2 separate regions of the Rattus norvegicus genome follow, and region 1 is linked to region 2. A link is a contact called in public Hi-C data. All regions are on one chromosome and are shown on one strand. Each heading gives the region's core, a stretch centred on a gene start, on an enhancer-like site or on the middle of the called end of the contact. The rest is flanking DNA. Distances are from core to core; before and after follow the strand shown.

Evidence for each region. A called contact is a pair of places that touch in the nucleus more often than the background predicts.
Region 1: a Hi-C map of liver shows a contact between it and region 2, with 2.4 times the contacts expected there. The contact joins the promoter of Prkaa2 here to the enhancer-like site in region 2. A contact is called at or near these places in 5 of 12 Hi-C or Micro-C datasets (frontal cortex, kidney and liver).

Annotation. Positions count from the first base shown.
Region 1 is chr5:125,106,085-125,110,438 of GRCr8, reverse strand. Prkaa2 (protein kinase AMP-activated catalytic subunit alpha 2) reads left to right here and starts at 2,115. Exons shown (of 9, transcript NM_023991.1): 1 at 2,115-2,215. The coding sequence starts at 2,122.
Region 2 is chr5:125,072,624-125,076,962 of GRCr8, reverse strand. Prkaa2 (protein kinase AMP-activated catalytic subunit alpha 2) reads left to right here. Exons shown (of 9, transcript NM_023991.1): 2 at 231-372. Among named protein-coding and RNA genes, the nearest start is that of Prkaa2, 34 kb to the left of the region's middle. Within about 2 kb of position 2,087, at least 9 of the 93 cell types and tissues checked have an H3K27ac peak or open chromatin away from gene starts, as enhancers often do. A contact at or near this core is called in kidney and liver, where this site is marked.

The DNA.
Region 1 (4,354 bases), core at 866-3,365, 33 kb before region 2:
AGGCCATGGAGGGATGTTACTTACTGGCTTGCTTCCCCTGGCTTGTTCAGCTTGCTCTCTTATAGAACCCAAGACTAGCAGTCCAGGGACAGCACCACCCACCCTGGGCTGGGTCCTCCCCCTTGATCACTAGTTGAGAAAATGCCTTACAGCTGGGTCTCATGGAGGCATTTCCTCAATGGAGGCTCCTTTTCTGTGATAACTCCAGCCTGTGTCAAGTTGACACACAATACTAGCCAGTACAGTGTTTGTATGTGTTCAGGGAACTGCTATGGAAGTAATGGAGGTATGAAGTTTCATATTCCTGTAACAGGAAGCAAATAATCTTCAGGTATGGAAGGATCGACCAACATTAAGTAAAGCAAGGAGAGAAGGGGGAGGGGGAGGCAGGGAGGAAGAGATTGCTTGATCATAAATTATTTGCCCACTGTTAATACTCTGGTCATGCTTTGGATTCTCTTTACTATTTTTTTACTTTCATCCTCAGTAATCCATTTCTTTAATTTGCACTTTTACATCATTTTTGTTTCCCACAATTCTTTGATCCCTTCTGTGTTTTGCATTTACCTGAACATGTGAATTATTTCCTATATTAGTATTTCTCCTTTGTCCAGTCACACACACACACACACACACACACACACACACACACACACACACACACACACACACACACACAAGTGCTGAAATATACTTAGGGCTCTGTTTGTGATTTATTGAGAAATTTTGTTTAAATTAGTTAGAATCGAGAGTCCTGGAGAGGGTGTCTTTTATCCCTATAACACGATTGTCTATATAACTGAATGAAGAAAAGAAATAGAAGGAGGGACATAATTGCTCCTGGCTACAGTGGATATGCTGGTTTGTCATTTGTCAAATTGACACAAGCTAGGGTTATTTGAAAGGAGGGAACCTCAATTGAGAAAATGCCTCCATAAGATGTAAGCTGTAAGACATTTTCTTAATTAGTGATCAATGGCCCATTGTAGGTAGTGCCATCTTTGGGCTGGTGGTCCTGGGTTCTGTAGAAAACCAGGCTGTACCAGCCCTGATGAGCCAGCCAGTAAGCAGCACCCTCCCGGTGCTAACCCCCCATGGCCTCTGCATCGGGACTGCCTCCAGGTTCCATGTACTGTTTGAGTTCCCATCCTGACTTCCTTCAGAGATGAACAGTGCTGTGGAAGTGTAACAATAATACCTGTCCTCCCCAACTTGTTTTTTGGCTATGGTGTTTTATCACAATGAAAAAAAACCTTAACTAACACAACGAAGAAGGCTTATTGTAGATAAACGAACGTACAGGCAGAAGCAGGGACGTTTAGGAGAGTCCAGGGTGAACATGGGCAGACTGAGCAGGGCTATGTGAGGAGAGAGGGGGAGTGGGAGCAAGAGAGGAGCCAGGCCTAGAGGGGTGGGTGGTCTGGGCTGAGAGATTAGCACAGCCAAAATGGCTGAATAATCTAGGGACCAGGGGACCTGAGGGAAGGGGCTGGAGTCCCTGGGCTGGAGAGTTCGGGGTAGGAGTCGAGGTATGGCAGGCAGGAGGACCCTATCCCAGTTAGGGACTGAGGGATGCTGAGAGAACCTGGCAGCCAGCGTCATCTTTGATATGTTAATGATAGGCGTCTCCTTGGGCAGTTTGTCCAGGGTTTCGACCTAACAATAACGTGACAAGGAACTACAAAATAAGCGTGAGTTCTAAAACAATGGGGTCGCTATCTGAGGAGGGTACGGACTAGAGCGTTCCCAGTCAAATAAACCTTGCCTGGGGGGAGCGTGCCAGGGGCTAGGGAAGGGCCGCCCTCCCCGCCTGGTCCTGCTGTCCTGAGGCACGTCTCATGGTCTGCACCCCCTCACCCCCACTTCTCTTCAGATTCTCCTTTCACCTCGGTCGCTCTCAGACTCATCCCTTCCATCTTCACCGCCGTGGGCTTTCCTCAGGACGCTTCGGGCTCTGCGCCTCCAGCTCGCGTCCACACACGCCGAGCCGCGCTCACCCTACCGCGCCCCAGGCGTCCCCGTCCCGCCCCCCGGGCCCGCTGCACTGTGGGTAGGCGGTGGCGGCGGCGGCAGCGGCGGCGGCGCTTAGAGCCCGCGGCCCGGGGAGGCCGCGCGCCGAACATGGCTGAGAAGCAGAAGCACGACGGGCGTGTGAAGATCGGACACTACGTGCTGGGGGACACCCTGGGCGTCGGCACCTTCGGCAAAGTGAAGAGTGAGTGCAGCGGCGCGGGCGCGGGGCCGGGTGGCAGGTGGAGCGCTCGCAGGCGAGCCCGGGGCACAGGCACCTGGCGCGGCAGCCGGGGCGTGGGTCAGGGGGACCCACGGTCTGAGCTGTGCCTTGGCGGGGGTGTCTGCGAGCACCCTGTCTTTTCTCTACCCGTCAGCTCACTTGTCTGCAGAATTGGGCGACTGGCCCAGTCCAAAGGGCCCCGAAGCGTGGGGAGGATGGGGTAGTCACGGCGCCGCGGATTGGGAGTGGGTCTCCCACTGGTGCCAAGCGCTCTGCCTGGAGCAGCATCTGTGGTCTCACTTAATCCTTTACGTGGCGTAGCCAGGGTGCGGTCCTCACCTTAAAGGTGAGAGAACGCGAGCTCCGAGGCTTCAGCGGCACGCCCAAGGTCACAGAGAATTGGCAGATTCAGGGTGAGGTCTAAAATGTCCTCCAATTTTGGCCTTGCCGATAAGGCCCCTGGCTTCCCCAGATTCTTCCCTGTCCCAGGCCTTTGATGGTGGAGTTGACTAGGGGCATGCCTAGAGCTGAGAGGTGGCGAGTCCCCTCTGCTGGGTGTGTGAAAACGCTGGAATGCAGCTGGTTGGGCAGAGGCTTTAGGGGAACCCCAGCTCTGCAGGTTGATTGGTGTGTGTAAATTGGTTCTAGGAAGACTTCTGGGGTCAGGGTCTGGGAAAAATGTTCCTTGGTAATGGAATTTGGGTCCCCAAGATGTCAGACTTGCTTAGGCAAGGCGTTTGTTTGATGGCAAATTGTGGGTTTTGGGGGGAAAAAAAAACAGGTTGCTTTTGAAATTTCAACTCCACTTACTAGTTAAGTATTAAACTTTGCTTTGTTTTCTTATTAGTTAATAAGAGTCACATGGGTTTGGTTTGATTACCAGCTCTTGTTAAGAAGATACTTGGTAGCGAGTTGAGAATTAAAAGTGAAACGTTAGCTTTTTTTGTTGAATAAATAGTGGGTAAGCAGTCTGGGAATTTTATGCTAAGGCATATTTTTCACATTTTAACCTCCAGTGAAGACTTGAATAGAAGGCAGGGACTCATCATTCCTGCGAGGATTAACTCCTCTCGGTCTATCTAATACCCATTTGTACAATGAGAAACACTGCTTATTGAATGCTCTTACCACATGCGAGTTACTGTTCCAGGCAACAGAGTTCTAGGAAAGCAAAACCTGAGCTTTCTTGGGACTTTTCCGAGAGGGAAATGCAATCAGAATACACGTGAAAAATGTATGCTCCCTCCTACTGAGAAAGGCAACTAGGGGAAGAAAGGATGGGGACTTTAGTTAGGCAGATTATATTAAGGTGGTCACACATGGTCTCACCAAGTGGGTATTTTTGTAAAGACCTAAAATGTTCGTAAAGTTATTTGAAGTCTTATGAAATCGGGATCTTGTAAGAACTGTGGATAGTCGTGAGATGGTCCAGAGATTTGATGGGTGATGTTGACACCATCTTTGCTGAGAACTGCTTTGCTGGATTGGCAGTACAAAGTTATGCAAACGGCTGCTTTGCCATTTAGGGTAAGTTATATAACTTAGCCGTTTATGCTTTCATGTTCTGCTAAATGCTTTTGTTTGCTTTTGAAAAAAAATTTATTGTACTCTCGGTGTAGAGTGCAATACCAACTCTGATTCCTCAAACCATTGTCACGGGATAATTTAAAACTATTTGGTTATATTCTTTGCTTCTAAACCACCAGCTTCCTAAAGTATAAATGGAACTGAAGGGACCTTTGATTTACGAGAAAAATCTTTTTCTTGGAGAACCCTGGTGGAATGAGCTGTTTGGGGGTTTTCCTGATGTTGTTTGATCTTCCCTAAAGAAACACTGTATGGTGTGATAGTTACTATTTATGTCAAATGCACACAAAGAAGACTTAGCTAGGAAGGGAATCTGAATGAAGAGTTACTTAGATCTAATTAGCTCGTGCACATGTTAAAGTGGGAAGCCCCCCCCCCCCAAAAAAAAATTCTGGGCAGCACTGTTCCCTGAGATTGGGTCCTGTACTGTGTAAGTATAGAGGGATGGCTGAGCATGAGCAAACATCCATGCATGTGTTCTCTCTCTCTCTCTCTCTCTCTCTCTCTCTCTCTCTCTCTGTCTCTGTCTCTGTC
Region 2 (4,339 bases), core at 838-3,337:
TGGAAGGAGCATTGCTCGGCTTTGCTGAGGATGCTGAGGTGATGGAGGCACAGCTTCTGTGTTGAAGGCATGCTTTCTCAAGGGGAAGAGGCTGAGGTAAAGGAGGAGGACTTCAGGCCTGTGTGTCCCGTGATGCTGGAGTGCGTCCAAGCTTAGAGCACAGTGGGAAGGTGCACGAGGAGTGATTCTGTTCTTCTGACAGCCAATATTTCTCTTTCTCTTTTCTTCAGTTGGAGAACATCAATTGACAGGCCATAAAGTGGCAGTTAAGATCTTAAATAGACAGAAGATTCGCAGTTTAGATGTTGTTGGAAAAATAAAACGAGAAATTCAAAATCTTAAACTCTTTCGTCATCCTCATATTATCAAACTGTAAGTATTTTTGTGCTTGAAAATATAAGAGAACTGTCCTGAAATAGTTGACCCGAAATTCTATAAATACCTTAAGTTAATTTTAGGAAACATCAGTTTCCATGTTCATGTTCAGTTTTAATTCATTACCCCTCTGTCAGTTCTTCAGTGCACATTCTTGGTTTAAAATTAAAGCCTTGATTCAGAGTTGGTACTAGTCACATGATGAGTATAGCCTTGGAGGTTGATTCTTTAGAATTCACTCTGGAGATCACTCAGCATTTGTAATTCTATGTTGGTTCTTTTCTTCTTTTTCCTCTTTCTATTTTTAATTTAAAAGTAATATCAGGCCAGGTGTAACAGTACATTATTGTAATGTTACTTGGTGACCAGGGCAAGAGGGTTGTGAGTTTGAGGTCAACCTGGGATATATAGCAAAACTGGTCTAAAAATGGTAAATACTGAAAGAGCTGTAAGCTAGTTAGTTAAACTGAAAGATAATTTAACTAATTAGATATAGAAAATCTAGATATTAAGGATGCAGTAATCTTCTGTTATGTTTAAAGTTCTATAGAGAATAGATTACCATTCTAGATGCAGAAAATTTCTTTATTGTACTTTAAAGCTAGGATGCAGTTTTTATAAAACAAATGTTAATTTTATTCACTCAAGGAGTACCTGAGGGTAGCCAAGAACTGTGCCGAGCATTCTACATTTATAATCCCATAATTTCATCATGACAAGTCTGTAAGGTAGGCTTACTTTATTGGTAAGAAGACAGCATACCCAACAGGGATAAGCAACTAGAAAAGTTAATTTGTAGCCAGGGTTTTGACCCAGTTATATTTATATATTGTTATTCAAGTATGTAAACAAAGAACAATATGGTTTTTATAAATGCCAAATTAGTTAGTGAATATAGTACTAGAAATCGTAGAAAGAGAGTTAATGTATATCTTGATTCAAATAAGATTGCTGCATAAGAAAGCCTATTTAAGATCAATGTAAAGATATTAATCTTTTAGATTTTGTTTGCTAGTATATTAAAATCAGAATAAATTATATTTAGCCTAAAAATTAGTCAGTGAACAATCTTTTCTTTTTCTTTCTTTCTCTCTCTCTCTTTTAATTTTTGAAAAAGGGTTCTCTGTATAGCCCTAGATTCCCTAGAACTTGAACTGTGTACCAGGCTGGGTTCAAACTCAGATATCCACTTGCCTCTGCCTCCTAAGTGCTGGGATTAAAGGTGTGCACCACCATTGCCTGGCTAGTGATCAATCTTTTATGAAAATCATTTTATCCAATCTACCCTATTCCTTTCCCTCCAGTCCCCCTTCCCCACTTTTCAAGTCCAACTTCAAAGCTCTTTTAAAACCCCCAGTGAGCAATCTTTGAATATCTGTTAATGGGGAGCACCTTGATAACCCTGTGGAGTGCTTTGGTTTATTTGATGATAGTCAGCAGGATAAGAGCCCTCCAATGTCTGTCTTCTCACCTCAAGAACCCGTGAATATTGTCTGTTACATTGGAAAGAGAAACTAAGGTGACTGTTATCTTACGCTGAAAGGGGGGAGATGGTTCTGGATGGCTCGAGAGCCTACGTAGACACCGTGATCCTCAAGACAGGGGAGAAGGAGGAGTCAGAAAGGTCATCTCGAGCAGTTATGGGAGGACTCTGCTGGCTAGTGGAGGCTTACGAGATGGGGAAATGTCTGTGCAACAACACAGGACAGCCTCCAAAGCCAAATCTGCAAAGTGGACTTTGCTCTGGGCGTCTCCAGAGGCACCGAAACCTTGCCAACACCTTAGTTCCTGCGTTAGGCTACTAATCTGCAGAGCTATAACTCAAGCCTGTTCTCTTCAGCCTCTTACCTTTGAAGTATGCAGGCAAAGAAACAGTAACACTGTTCTGGTTAGCTCTTGTCAACTTGACACAAACTGGAGTTTTCTGGGAACAGGGAACCTCAGTTAAGGAATTGCCTCTCAGTTTGGCCTACAGGTATGTCTGTGGGGCATTTTCTTGGTTAATGACTGGCGTTAGAGGGACTAGCCTACTGTGGGCAGTGCCAAGCTGGGGAGACAGTTCTAGGTAAAAAGCAAACTGAAAAAGCCTCGGAGAGTGATCCAGGAAGCAGTGTTCCTTTACTGACTCTGCTTGTGTTCCTGCCCTTACTTGTCTTCATGCTGCACTGTAGTCTGCAAGATGAAGTCAGTCCTTTCCTGCCCATGTTGCTCTAAGTCAGTATTATCACAGCAATCACAGCAACAGAAAATGAAGCTAGAACAAACAGCAAGTTGTGATTTCCCCTCCCAGGACAGGAGAGCCCTCTCTGGCCTGGACCTATTATGTGTACCAGAATAGCCACAAGCTCACAGAGTTCTTCCTGCCTCTGACTCCCAAGTGACAGAATTAAAGAGAGGTGCCACCAAGCCCAGCTTGTGAAATCCCTAAGATGCATGGTTGGTACAATTTACAGGCTTTGAAATATTTAGTTTTTGTTGTTGTACTTTTTGTCAGTGCACTATTGCAAATTAAAATATTTGGTGATGGAGCCCACATAGTGCCATCTTGCCAACATCAAGAATATGCCACCGACTGTTCCTAGTTGGCTAATACTTGGTTTGGTGTGCCATTGGGTGATACAATTGCCATGAAACTTCCAGCTTTGCAGTAAGCTTCAATGCTATATGATACTTTAGGTTCGTTCCATTATAAACATAGAATCACATGGCAATATTTGATTTTAAGACTACCTTTAGTACTAAGTGCTAGAATGTGAATGTAAAAGGTTTGGAGGGTTAGTATACAATACAACCTGTTGAGGATAATGCACCTCTCTTCCCATTTACTCTCTAACTTTTAAATGGCATGCTTCGTAGTGTTATGTAAGAAGTAACTGTTGGCATTGGTAGAATGCCAACACAAAAGCAAGCACTGGCCTCCTGTGAGCTGATTCTATTCTTCCTTGAGCTGACTCCAAGTAGTTTTCAGTAAACTGAAGCAGTTCATTTTTTTTTTTTAATACAGTCTTGCTGTTATAACCTAGGCTGACCTAGATAGAACTACTGTGTAACCCAGTCTGACCTCCCCATCAAACTCACAGTCCTGTGTTTGCTTCCTTAATGCTGTGCTGGTGACATTGTGCCCTTCTTACATCTGACTTGACTCCATATTGGTATTGACTCCAATGGCTTGTAAGCTAAATCTCTTTGGGTTTTGCTGCTTACTAGCTATTATGTATAAGAGGAGAAACCTGAAATGGCCGTACTAAAAGTATCTTGTACCAGAGTGAGGGTAGAGAAGGAACAGATGCCTCTGACTGGGCTTTTAAAAAGCTAGCCCTGGAAGCTCCCATTTGGAGTGTGTGATATAGATTTGTTCTGCCCTTGAAAACATAGATTGCGTTTTATCACTGTTTTAGTTTAATTCTGTTGCTGTGATAAAATACCCTGACAACAAGCAATTTAGGGAGGAAGGGAGTTTACTTGGCCTGTAATTACAGTTATAGTCTATTGCTGAGGGAAAGTCGGGTCAGGAACACATAGTTAATCACACACATTACTTCCACATCAGGAGCAGAGAGGAATGATTGTCTCCTGCTGGCTGCTGGCTGCCAGCCCTTTCCCCTCTTAGACAGTTCAGGAACCAGCGCATAAGATGGTACCACCCACAGCAGGCCAAGTTTTCCTACAACAGTTAACCATTATGACAGCCCAGTCCCCAGCAGACATGTTCATAGTCCAGTCTGATCTAGATAATTCCTCAACTGGGCCTTCCTTCTCAGGTGACTCTGGGTTGTGGCAAATTGTTAATTAAAACTAGGAGCACAGTCAACAAGCAGCTTATTGTAGAATTTAAAACCTGATTTCTCACATTGTAATTTATCAGTGTTTTCTTGTTGCTGTTTCTATAATTTATTAACAATTTTTGTCTCATTCTGACTTAGAGTTAATTATTGTAACATTGTACTAAAATAGCTATAGAACA